2 separate regions of the Mus musculus genome follow, and region 1 is linked to region 2. The links are chromatin contacts, called in public promoter capture Hi-C maps. All regions are on one chromosome and are shown on one strand. The core of a region is the stretch at or near the end of the contact, and the rest is flanking DNA. Distances in the headings are between cores, read along the strand shown.

Region 1 (2,933 bases), core at 349-2,848, 460 kb after region 2:
ATGGTGAGTGTCCACGGCCTGAGTGAGAGTTAAGCAAGAAAGGGCATCTTTTAGAACCCACTCCAGTGTGTTATTAAGTGAGTCTGGGAGGATCCAAGGTGGGGTGGCCTGGGATGCTGGGTTCATAAAGAGAGTGTAGAGTCTCTGGGGACTTGAATAGAGAAGGATGAAGGGGGGACCTTGACCCTCCATTTTATCCCTCTGCACATAGGGTTCAGACCTCGAAGAAGTCTTTTGTTCATCAGCTGGGACGGAGGTGACTTTGGCAGCGTGGGAGCCACAGAGTGGTTGGAGGTGAGACTTGGGGTTCTGGGTAACCAGGTAATGGGGAGGGGTGGAGGGGGCAACCTTCCTTTTCCATGCTCTTCCCCGACCCACAGGGCTACCTCAGCGTGCTACACCTCAAAGCTGTTGTGTACGTGAGCCTGGACAACTCCGTGTTGGGTGAGCTAGGGTAAAGCTACCGCCTGGCCCTCTCAGGTCTGTTTATGCAAAGGAATCTATCCCTGAGCCCTGCATTCCTCCCCTCCCTTCTCTTCAGGAGATGGCAAATTCCATGCTAAGACCAGCCCCCTTCTCGTCAGCCTCATTGAGAATATCTTGAAGCAGGCAAGAGGGGACTGCGGCTGGGGATGAGAGAATCTCATGGGAGGGCAGCTCGAAGGGGGCAGAGGCTGACCTGTGCCTCTCATCTAGGTGGACTCCCCTAACCATAGTGGACAGACCCTCTATGAACAAGTGGCACTCACCCACCCCAGCTGGGATGCTGAAGTGTAAGTAGAAATGACAGACTGCGGGGTGGAGACTCGGGAGAAACTGAGTCCCCAGAGGCCTTCAATCTGCCTGCCCTCAGGATTCAGCCCCTGCCCATGGACAGCAGTGCATATTCCTTCACAGCCTTTGCGGGGGTCCCAGCTGTGGAGTTCTCCTTCATGGAGGTGAGACTCCCCGGCCCTTGCCCCAGGACACCAGGCCCTCAGCCTGTCAGCACCACGTTCCTGCGCCCAGCCCCTCCATGTCCCTGCAGGATGATCGGGTGTACCCATTCCTGCACACGAAGGAGGACACATATGAGAATCTGCACAAGATGCTGCGAGGTCGCCTGCCCGCCGTGGTCCAGGCAGTGGCTCAGCTCGCGGGCCAGCTCCTCATCCGACTGAGCCACGATCACCTACTGCCGCTAGACTTCGGCCGCTATGGAGACGTGGTTCTCAGGCACATCGGCAACCTCAATGAGTTCTCTGGGGACCTCAAGGTCCAAGATGCCAATCCCGCTCCCAGTCTGCAGGGGTTCTTCATAACTAGGGGGTGCCTGGCTTCTCCTCTCCCCAGCCCTGCCCTCCAATCAGCCCCTTTTACTTAAACCTCCAGTCGCCTAATCCTCGAGGACACATCCAGTACGACGCCACATCCCTGGGATCTGCCTCCCAAACCTCATAGGCCCGGTGATCCCCCATGTATCCGGTTCCCTTTCTCTTTTGCGCTTTGACCCCACCCATATTGGTGCTGGCACCAATCTGTCAATCTTAGACTCTGCCTCGCCCACAGGAGCGCGGGCTGACCCTGCAGTGGGTGTACTCTGCAAGGGGGGACTACATCCGTGCGGCGGAAAAGCTGCGGAAGGAGATTTACAGCTCGGAGCGGAACGATGAGCGTCTGATGCGCATGTACAACGTGCGCATCATGAGGGTGAGACCCGGCCCCCCGCCCGCCCCCTTCTGGCCTGGTGGTCCCTTATCCCAGGACCTGGCATTTGTAAAGCATTCCGCCCCGACGCTTTCTGTTGGCTGCTCTATCCCTCTGTTCTGGGTGTATGATACCGGATATTCAGGGTTCATAAACCAGCCAGGCTAGAAAACCTGACCTGTCACTTTCACAAGCCCTTGCCAGGTGATGAAATGTATAGTAAGGACCTGACTCTTTGCTGTCTGCTGTTTAACCTGCAAAGCCTAAAATATTTGTTCCATGGATTTTTGCAGAAAAAAAAGTTCCAGACCTCTTACTTTAGACTGTGTGGCTTGGGTCTTGAAAGACAGGCAAAACATGAGTTGATGCAAGGAAAAGAGGTCTTTTCAGGGTGGAGGGTAAGGCAGGGAAATAGACCTGGCCTTTCTTGGGAGCTGCGCATGGATCATCAAAGCCAGAACAGAGATCACGTGGAGAACTGAACAGTGGATCAGGGACCAGTTGGGGGGAACCTTTAAATAGTTGAAGAAATTTGGGATTTTTGTGGGCTTGAGGTGGGAGGGGCTGGGATAAAATCAGAGTATTGTGCATGTCAAACAAGTGCTTTACCACTGAGCCACGCCCCCAGCCCCTCACTGGGGGATTCTAGGCAGGTGCTCTACCACTGAGCCACGCCCCCAGCCCCTCACTGGGTGATTCTAGGCAGGGGCTCTATCACTGAGCCACGCCCCCTGCCACTCACTGGGGGATTCTAGGCAGGGGCTGTACCACTGAGCCACGCCCCCAGCCCTCACTGGGGGATTCTAGGCAGGGACTCTGCCACTGAGCCACATCCCCAACCCACCTTTCATTCACATTTTGAGAGAAAGTTTGCTTGGTTGCCCAAAATAGCCTTGAACTCACTTTGTAGTCCATGCTGACCTTGACCTTTGATCCTCCTCCTGACTTGTCTCTCCAAGTAACTGGTATTACAAGCCAGGTTCAGGAGTTTGGATTTTGAGTGTCTGGGCGTCACGAAAATTTCTTACAAGGAGGTGAGGTGGCAAAACAGAATATGTAGAAAGGAGTCTGGAGAGAGTACCAATGGCCTGAGGAGGAAACTTCTGCTGTCCTGCATACCAGTCGCAGGTGTCAACAAATGCCTGTAGGGGGCGCCTGGACAGATGGTAATCGCAAATGCACTACTCCCTAAACCGGGAGTAGGAAACCTGCACAGGCAGGATGTTGAAAGAGGCGTTCAATAATAA
Region 2 (2,862 bases), core at 11-2,510:
GCAAGTGAGTGGGGGAGGGGGTTTAGACTAAAGGACACATCTGTTGTTTTGTTTTCTTTTTATACAGGGTCTCACTATGTAGACCAGGCTGTCCTGGAGCTCACAGAGATCAGCCTGCCTCTCGGTCCGGCTCTCCTTTCAGTACTTCCTGCTACAGGGAAGGCCAGCTTCGTTTCTACCCTGTGTGCTTGTGTCTACTTCATTGACGGGACGAGTGTCTGTAGGTCAACCCTGGTGGTCCTTTCTCAGGCGCCAACCATCTTGTTTTCTGAGATAGGATCTCTCAGTGGTCGCCAAATAGCCCAGGTTGGCCGGCCAGAGAGTCTCAGGGACTCGCCTGTCTACTTCCCCAGTCACAAAGGACAAGACTGCATGTGGCTCCAGACGATCAAAGTCAGGTCTTAACTTGCAAAGACTGCTGCCCGCATGCTTTTTCTCTTCCTGTGTTTACTTTGTTTGTGACTGGGGTTTTCCTCTGCCTCTGTATGTCAGGTGTTAGTTATGGAGCTGAGAACTCCTCTGAGGCTGTCTCTCTGCCAGGTGACCGGGTGCAGCCGGAGCGAGCATGTGGCTCTCATCCACACCTGACTCTCAGCCCTCTTTTATTTCCCTTTCACGTGACTTACCAGTGTGTGCATCAGCAACCGTCATCACAAAGAACCATCGAAGGCCCGCAAGCTGGCACAGCGGGTAAAGGGTCTTGCTGCCAAGAGTTTGAACCTGAGTTCGATCCCCAGGACCCACACGGTGGAAATTGTCCCCTGCAAATTGTCCTCTGACGTCCACGTGTGTGTGGTGGCACATGTATGCCCCTCTCCCATAAGTAAATAAATAATAATAAATAAAATAGCAAAACTTTTAAAAAAATGCTTACATTCTTGCGGGGGGGGGTTATAATGAAAGTAGCATAGAGTAAAACGAACTCGTAGTGTTCATGTAAGGATTTTAAAACTCCACAGGGGTCTCATGCATGGCGGCAGGCACCTCTGCTATTGGCCCATGATGCCCATTTTAAAGTGCAGCTAAGGCCTAGTGTGATGCGGGCCTGTAATCCTGACACTTGGAAGGTCGATTAATACAAGGCTAGCCTGGGCTAGATGCCCCAACACGAACAAAAACAAAATAAAACAACAACACAGCACCGTACAACAGCGAACTTGCCCTTCTGCTGGGCAAAGCCCTCTTCCCAGGGCTGCCCTAGACAGATGTGGAACCATCTACTCCAAAGCCGTTCTTACTACACTTACCCACCAGAGGGCGCTAGGCACCTTTCCAAAGCTGACCTTGCCCTCACTAAAGAATGACCGCTTTCCAGTCCCCATTAAAACCACCTCTCTTCCTTTCTGAACCTCAGAGGGTCCTTATTTCTGTGCCTCCCTTGGGATCTACAGTCTTCCAACTAACAAATCATAATGTTGCCATGGCAACACTGCCTCCGTTGTGTTTTTCTCCTTCGCCAATTGGCTTATGAGAGAACGACTCCCCTGTGAGAGGCTCCTTTGGGGATACTAACAGAGTCTCTGAGAAGCTTCCAAGACAATGGGCCTGAGGGGTGTGGCTCAGACCGCCGAGTGCATGCGTGCGTCTAAGCACGTACAGAACCCTGGCTTCCCACGCCAGCACCACAGGAACTTGGCCTTGGATTCACACCTGTAGTCACAGCACTGTTGAGGTAGAGGCAGGAGGATCAGAAGTCCCAGTTTATCCTCAGCTACATATCAAGTTTAAAACCAGCCTGGGCGGCCTGAGGCCCCGTTTAATCTTATAATCCCAGCACTCCGGAGGTTGAGGCAGATCATCATAAATTCAAGGATAACTAGGATTATGTAGTGAGTTCCCGGCTTCCCACGGCTCAGAGTTAAACCTTGTCTCAAAAACAAAGCAGAACACAACACACAGTCGTGCATGCACGTGGGAGCGCGTGGGCGTACACACACACACACACACACACACACACACACACACACACACACCCTTTTCCTGGTGACCTTCCCATGTTTAGCTGATGGAGAGAGGAATGGGCTGTTCATAGCCAGAGAGCAGTGAGTCTGGGGAGGTCTGGTGTACCCGGATGCCTCTTTTATCAGAAGCTGCACTCTCTGCCTCATTTGAAGGCATCCTGGGCTGGGATATGGCTCAGCTGATAGGGTGCTTACCTAGCACTCACGAAGCCCTCAGTGCTAATCCACAGACCACCTAAACCAGGGCAGGTGGGTGTGAAGACCAAGGTCAGCCTCCACTAGGTAGAGACTTTGAGGCCAAGCAGGGCCACATAAGACTATCTGGAAAAAAAGAACTATTTCACTTAACTGTTTTAACCTCTCTATCTCAGACACCAAGCCTAGCAGCACACCCGCCTCTCTCCGCTATCACATGACTAAAGTTGACAAGACTTGGAAACACCTAGGAGACACACCTCCTGACATGCCTGTGAGGGAGACACACCTCCTGAAATGCCTGTGAGGGAGACACACCTCCTGACATGCCTGTGAGGGAGGCACACCTCCTGACATGCCTGTGAGGGAGACACAGCTCCTGACATGCCTGTGAGGGAGGCACACCTCCTGACATGCCTGTGAGGGAGACACACCTCCTGACATCCCTGTGAGGGAAACACACCTCCTGACATGCCTGTGAGGGAGGCACACCTCCTGACATGCCTGTGAGGGAGACACACCTCCTGACATGCCTGTGAGGGAGACACACCTCCTGACATGCCTGTGAGGGAGACACACCTCCTGACATGCCTGTGAGGGAGACACACCTCCTGACATGCCTGTGAGGGAGACACACCAGCTGACATGCCTGTGAGGGAGACACACCTCCTGACATGCCTGTGAGGGAGACACACCAGCTGACATG

The links. Promoter capture Hi-C pulls out the DNA fragments that hold promoters and counts their contacts.
Region 1: a promoter capture Hi-C map of hippocampal neurons shows a contact between it and region 2, with 2.0 times the contacts expected there. The contact joins two enhancer-like sites. A contact is called at or near these places in 4 of 39 promoter capture datasets (hippocampal neurons, liver, neutrophils and 1 more), 1 of 15 datasets of contacts at CTCF or cohesin (embryonic stem cells), 6 of 484 Hi-C or Micro-C datasets (the G1E-ER4 cell line, the P5424 cell line, embryonic stem cells and 2 more), 3 of 115 datasets of contacts at active chromatin or transcription factors (double positive thymocytes, large pre-B cells and neural tube) and 3 of 9 other capture datasets (embryonic stem cells, liver and pancreatic islet).

The regions. Positions count from the first base shown.
Region 1 is chr5:137,582,378-137,585,310 of GRCm38.p6, forward strand. Tfr2 (transferrin receptor 2) reads left to right here. Exons shown (of 20, transcript NM_015799.4): 13 at 212-294; 14 at 381-444; 15 at 542-609; 16 at 697-773; 17 at 854-938; 18 at 1,028-1,255; 19 at 1,549-1,689. Among named protein-coding and RNA genes, the nearest start is that of Tfr2, 14 kb to the left of the region's middle. Within about 2 kb of position 1,599, at least 54 of the 459 cell types and tissues checked have an H3K27ac peak or open chromatin away from gene starts, as enhancers often do. A contact at or near this core is called in hippocampal neurons, where this site is marked.
Region 2 is chr5:137,121,546-137,124,407 of GRCm38.p6, forward strand. No RefSeq gene overlaps it. Among named protein-coding and RNA genes, the nearest start is that of Trim56, 6.8 kb to the left of the region's middle. Within about 2 kb of position 1,261, at least 62 of the 459 cell types and tissues checked have an H3K27ac peak or open chromatin away from gene starts, as enhancers often do. A contact at or near this core is called in hippocampal neurons, where this site is marked.